Linked DNA regions of Bactrocera dorsalis: region 1 is linked to region 2. The links are chromatin contacts, called in public Hi-C maps. All regions are on one chromosome and are shown on one strand. Each heading gives the region's core, a stretch centred on a gene start, on an enhancer-like site or on the middle of the called end of the contact. The rest is flanking DNA. Distances are from core to core; before and after follow the strand shown. Region 1 holds the start of LOC105230152 (7SK snRNA methylphosphate capping enzyme bin3). Region 2 overlaps LOC105230152 (7SK snRNA methylphosphate capping enzyme bin3).

Region 1 (2,700 bases), core at 110-2,609, 130 kb before region 2:
GATTAATATGCAATGACGTTGTACATTCAAAGCATCAATCATTAGACGCGAGCGGCGTTCCTTCATGTCTTCAAAACAACAATGCGCTGTAGCTAAGCCTTCACACATATTTGCACAAGAATCCATACCACCACCAACCAATGGCAATTGTTCAATTGTTTCCAACACCTGTTTCGGCCAAACAAATGGCCCGTACGTCGATACGGCAGGATCTAATAAATTTGCAGCAGTGCGGTATATTACAATGCCATATTGCGTGGCGTGCCGTTCGGAGATTAGGTATTCACCTTCATCCCCCTGCCAACCTTTTGTGAAATGTTCAATAGTGGGCACAATATAATTACTCTTCAACTCGTTCATGTAAGCGCCATTGACAGCGGTGGCCTCAATAACAAACACCACGTCGGCTACGACGTCCAAATCCATGTTCTGCATAGTTACAACAATATGAAATTATTTGTATCAATGAACACCATACGTTTTTCCTTCGAACTGCTCTACAGTTTGGCCAACACAATCACAAGCACACAACTTTCTATATTTAATACATACGGACACCAAAACTATATCAACGCATTTTTGTTTTTGTATTTCTATTTACTTTATTTTAATAACGATTGAACAGTAATTTACTAAACAATTGACAAAACGGTATAATTTGTGTATTTTGCAGAATGAAGAAATTTCGCGTATACTTTTATTCACTAGCTCTGCTTTTTCTCAAAACTAACCATTCACAATTACACAATAACAAGGTAATTCACCGGTAAAATCACGTTGCCAGATTCCCTGTGCACAACTTTCATGAATTCATTAATTTATGACAAAAATGAGTAGTTATGTTATTAATTAATTGATTGCTAAAAAATGTACAAAGTTGTTGTAAAAGTGATTTGTGTTTGTATTTTCTTTTTAATAAATTTTTGGCTGTCTTCCAAACCTTTGGCTTCGAAATTTATGTATGATCCGCAAATTTAGAATTGCTAGGCGCTTCATGACGCTAACTCATGTAAAGTTTTAAAACACTTTATTCATTAATTAATCATTAATTTAATTTCACTTAAACATATTTAATTTATGCCGTTCAAATATCTTAATTTTTTTAATAATAATCATAATTTTTAGGTAAAGTAAATTCATGTAAACAATGCTGCTTTATGAAATACAACTCTGCCAAAAATCATCTGTTCTTGAGAAAACAAAAGCATTCGCCATAGAAAATTCCATTCGAGAATACAGCTGTTTCGCTCATACTCATATAAACTCCATTCGTAATCAAAAATCGAAGCGGCAGCCATCTTTTTCCATGCTTTTTCCTGGCAAACGATTTTGGTCCAAAAACATGTGAGACTGACTGACACAACCCCGTTACAGATCGCATGCAGCATACCATTTTCTTTTAGCCAAAGTATTATCAGCAGGCAACGACTTGACCACAACCAGCTGAAGACAGTGGCAGTCAGCGACTAGAGCTGAAATAAAAATTCAGTTTGTTTCCAGTCGTCGTCTCGTCAATATTAAGCTAAAAACTTTTAATTTTTAAATACACGTGTGGTCAGACGCAAGTTAGAAGTGAATATGAAAAACTTGATAAGTCAACAAAGCGTTACTTGCGAATAAACTTAATGCCAATTTGACAATTAATGTGTGGCGAGTTATGATATTTCTTAACTAATGTATATGTGCGTTTAAAATAAATTAACAGTGCAAAAAATTGAGGAAAAAACCAAATAAAAGTGAATAATTAGTGCAATTGTGTATGAATTGATTTCGAGTGCCGTGTATGCTTACAATTACATTTGGGTGAAAATTTTCTTTTTTATTACATTGTAGTGAGCGAGAGAAATACTGTAGTGACAGATTTTTCGCGCTAGACTTTGGATATCGTTACATTTCGCTTGCACAGAAGTTAGTGGCGCGATGAAACGTTTGTAATCGTGCTTCTATTATGTTGTGCTAGAAAAAGACAAATAATCGCGCAGTAAAGAGGTAAGTTCAGTAGTTATCGCATTCATGCTGGGTGTGCGAGTGAATTGGTTAGAATTTAGTGCTGTCTATTTATTTTGTTTTTACGCCCCGCGTAGGGCCTTCAGTTCATCATCGTTTTTGTTTTTGTTGCTTCTTCTTCAGTATTTTGTTTTTGTTTTGCTTGCAATATTACGGCAATTGGTACATGAAATGTATGAAATTGGAAACGTATGAAAAGAAGGTGAAGCAGAGAATGAAAGAGAAAATTGAGTGAATTTTTGTAGAGAGCGTAGTCACTTTTTCACTCTCGTACAAATAAAAGCGAGAGTGAAAAGAGCTTTTGTAGATTTTCTGCACCCCCTGAAAGTTACGTATTTAGCGCACTGGTGGAAAGTTTAAATTTCTATTACGTTTCCGTATACCCATACGTATATGTGTATATAATGTATGTGAGTATGTTTTTACGGGAAGTGGTAAGTATTTATATACATATGTTGTATGTTACTTAAGTGTTTCGAAAAAAGTTGCTAGTTGGCTTAGGGTTTGTTGTGCACACACTTTCTGTTTATGTAGTGCATAAAGCAGTGATAGCATGATAAGCGTCAAAATAAACACAACGTGATAACGCTTGATTAATTTGGGAAAACACACAATTGTAAAAATTATTAATGCTACTGACTCAATAAAATTTTTCCATTATAAATATTTAATTAATTGATAAAATTCTGTAAT
Region 2 (2,872 bases), core at 197-2,696:
TGTTGTTTTTTTACATTTTATGTTTGTAGATGTTTTCCTTTTCAAACAAGTTATGTAGAAGACAGCTACAACAACAATATGTGGTGTTATTTTGGCTTACAGTTAGATTCTCTATCTTTATGGTCACTTTCATTTCTTTTAAAATATATTTTTTTTTTAATTTCTTTCTCATTTCGTATATTGTTGTTGTATTTGTTACCTAGCATGCGTATTATACATGCTTTAATATAATTATACAAATATTAGAAAATACTTAACCTAAAAAATATTGAACTTCTTTTCCACTTGTATTAATCACACCCCTCTCTCTTTCCACACACAGGGGCACCGGTAGCCATCATCATCACGTGCTTTGCGCTGGCGCGGCACACAACACCATCGGCGGCAATGCGAACACGAATTGTTGCCTCGTCAACGGCTGCAATGGCGGCCACCCAAACGGCAAGGACACTGCCAATGGCAGCACAAATAGCTCACAGTCAGGCAGTGCTGCCAGCTCATTGCACTTCTGTTGCACACGATCGAAATTCTTCTTGCCGGACAAGCGTGTACGCAAAGAAACCATCATACCGCCCACCAAATTCTTACTCGGCGGCAACATTTCCGATCCGCTCAATTTGAATTCGCTGCAAAATGAAAATTCGAATGCTTCGTCGAACAATAATACGCCGGCGACCACGCCACGTCAGTCACCCATCACCACGCCACCCAAAGTGGAGGTCATCATACCGCCCAATATACGTGATCCATTGCATTTGCTCGATCCCGTCGATTCCATGGAGTATGAAAAGCAACTAACATCACCGATGAAACGCGGCGGCACACGTGGCGGACACGCACATCATCACAGCGCCAAGCATCGTCATCGCAAGAATCGTAAGAGTAAGCGCCGCCGTCACGACTCGTATCAATCGTCCGTGGGCAGCGCCTCGCTAGGCGACAGCGACACAACCGCGCTGGCCAACAGCACAATGCCCACTGAAGCAGGCAGCGCCAGCTTAACTTCTCTTTCATTATCCACAACGCTTTCGGTTGCTTCGCTGCTAGAGAGCAGCGGCGCCAACATGAGTGTGCCATTGGGCGAGAGTGTCAACAATAATGTGAGCAACGCGGCCAAAAGCGCGCCAATGGTGGTGAGCACATGCGAGAATGCGCCAGCTGGCTATCAGCAGCAGCAGCAGCAACTGCTGGAAGAGCGTGTTGAGAGCGCACTTTTGGAGACCGTTGTTGAAGGCAAATCATGCGTCGCTGTTGAGCCACGTTTTGAGCGGCGCAAGAGCAAAAGCACATCGCCAGTGAAACAACAGTACGCCAACATTGTGAACTCAACATTCTCTGGAACACCAAACGTTGCCGGTGAGACATTGCAAAGCGCTGGCGGAGAGCCGCAAGCAGCAAGTGGCACACTTGCTACAGCAACAAAGGCGGTTGGTGGTGTGGAGGTAGTGGCAGGCGCTGCTGGCGTTGTTGTTGGCGGCGATATTGTTATCGGTGGCGCTGGTGTGGGCGCTTTGCTGTTGCCGCGTGAGCGCGCCAATCGAGATTTGCGCTTGGAATTGAATTCAACAACATTGTCGACGGCGAGCGGCAGCACGTGCGGCAACGCAATGGCCGCGCTGGGCGCGCACGGTGCGCTCGCTGGCATGGGCATCGGTGGCGGAAGGAAGCGCAAGATAAGCGAGAGCAATAATTCGCAGAAGAACAAGGTAAGCGAGAGCGTCACATACAATAAGTATCTACACACACATTCTCACAGTTAGTGGATAACGAAATAAAAGTAAACAAAGTGGCTGCTGTTGCGGCGATTAGGGCAGTGTTTGCACGGTCGGTTAGAAGGTTAATGGGGAAATCGGGGGAGCTGATGTCAATGCGCTGCGTTTTGGCTTTTGTTCCATTTTGTTTGAGTTCATTTTTTCGCCACGTAAATCCGTGTGTATGTATATGTGTCGGTGAGCTTTGAAGGCGCGTATTTATATGTAATATTTATCGTTGCTGCGCAGTAGGGGACGTGATTAATTGTTTTCATTTTGTTTACATCGCGCCTTTTTTGTTTTCATCGACAGCTTCTTTTTGTGAGCGCGTCGATACAAATACAGGCTGTTTGAGAAAACTTAATTGAGTAGTTTTATAAAAAAAAATATTCAAATAATTTTTACATTTTAGAAAAATTAATATTTTGTGAATCAAATTTTAAAAATTATCCATTTTATCCTCTAGAAATTCCACCGTGATGTCATGGACAAGATCGTCAGCCCCGTGGTACCGCAACCTGGCGCGTGGAAGCGTCCGCCGCGTCTCGCAGCTACTGGTGCGCGCAAGCCCACGCGTCGCTCGACATCCATCAGCGAAACCGATGTGCTGAGTCCAGCGGATGAAGCCAAATCGTTACTGAGCGAAGGTAAGCCAATTAATTACGAAATAAAACGCACTACTGACGCTCTCCCTTTCATTTACAGCCGACATGTTGCGCGTTGAGACGCCCGACTTCAGCAAACTCGAGACAATTTCCGAAGTGGGACTCGCCAGCCCGTTAAGCACCACCTCCGGCGCCACTTCTGTCGCCGCTGGCGAACAAGAGTCGTTGATGGACACAAGCGTTGGCGAGAATTCCACCACAATGCCGAGCGAGGATGGTTTAACGGCTTGCACTGCGGCAGCAAAGAGCAGCGCTAATGTGTCAACCAGCTCCACTGCCATTATGCCGCTAACGAAAATGCCGAATTTCCGTGCCGACGGCGTTAAGTACCAGTACGGCAATTACGATCGTTACGTGGGACTGCGTCACCTCAACGAGTTGGTGGATGTGCGTCTGCAAGTGTTTCAGCGCCACTTGGAGCTCTTCCAAAATAAAGACATACTGGATATCGGTTGC

What was found. Hi-C and Micro-C count contacts between places; a contact is called where the count stands out from the background.
Region 1: a Hi-C map of whole body shows a contact between it and region 2, with 10 times the contacts expected there. The contact joins the promoter of LOC105230152 here to the enhancer-like site in region 2. A contact is called at or near these places in 2 of 2 Hi-C or Micro-C datasets (both in whole body).

Annotation. Positions count from the first base shown.
Region 1 is chr3:3,050,596-3,053,295 of ASM2337382v1, reverse strand. LOC105230152 (7SK snRNA methylphosphate capping enzyme bin3) reads left to right here and starts at 1,359. Exons shown (of 10, transcript XM_049452277.1): 1 at 1,359-1,989. LOC105230150 (mediator of RNA polymerase II transcription subunit 25) reads right to left here and starts at 729. Exons shown (of 2, transcript XM_011210757.4): 1 at 1-729. The coding sequence starts at 435.
Region 2 is chr3:2,920,300-2,923,171 of ASM2337382v1, reverse strand. LOC105230152 (7SK snRNA methylphosphate capping enzyme bin3) reads left to right here. Exons shown (of 10, transcript XM_049452277.1): 6 at 323-1,706; 7 at 2,218-2,398; 8 at 2,457-2,872. Among protein-coding and RNA genes, the nearest start is that of LOC105230153, 6.6 kb to the right of the region's middle. Within about 2 kb of position 1,446, the one cell type or tissue checked has open chromatin away from gene starts, as enhancers often do.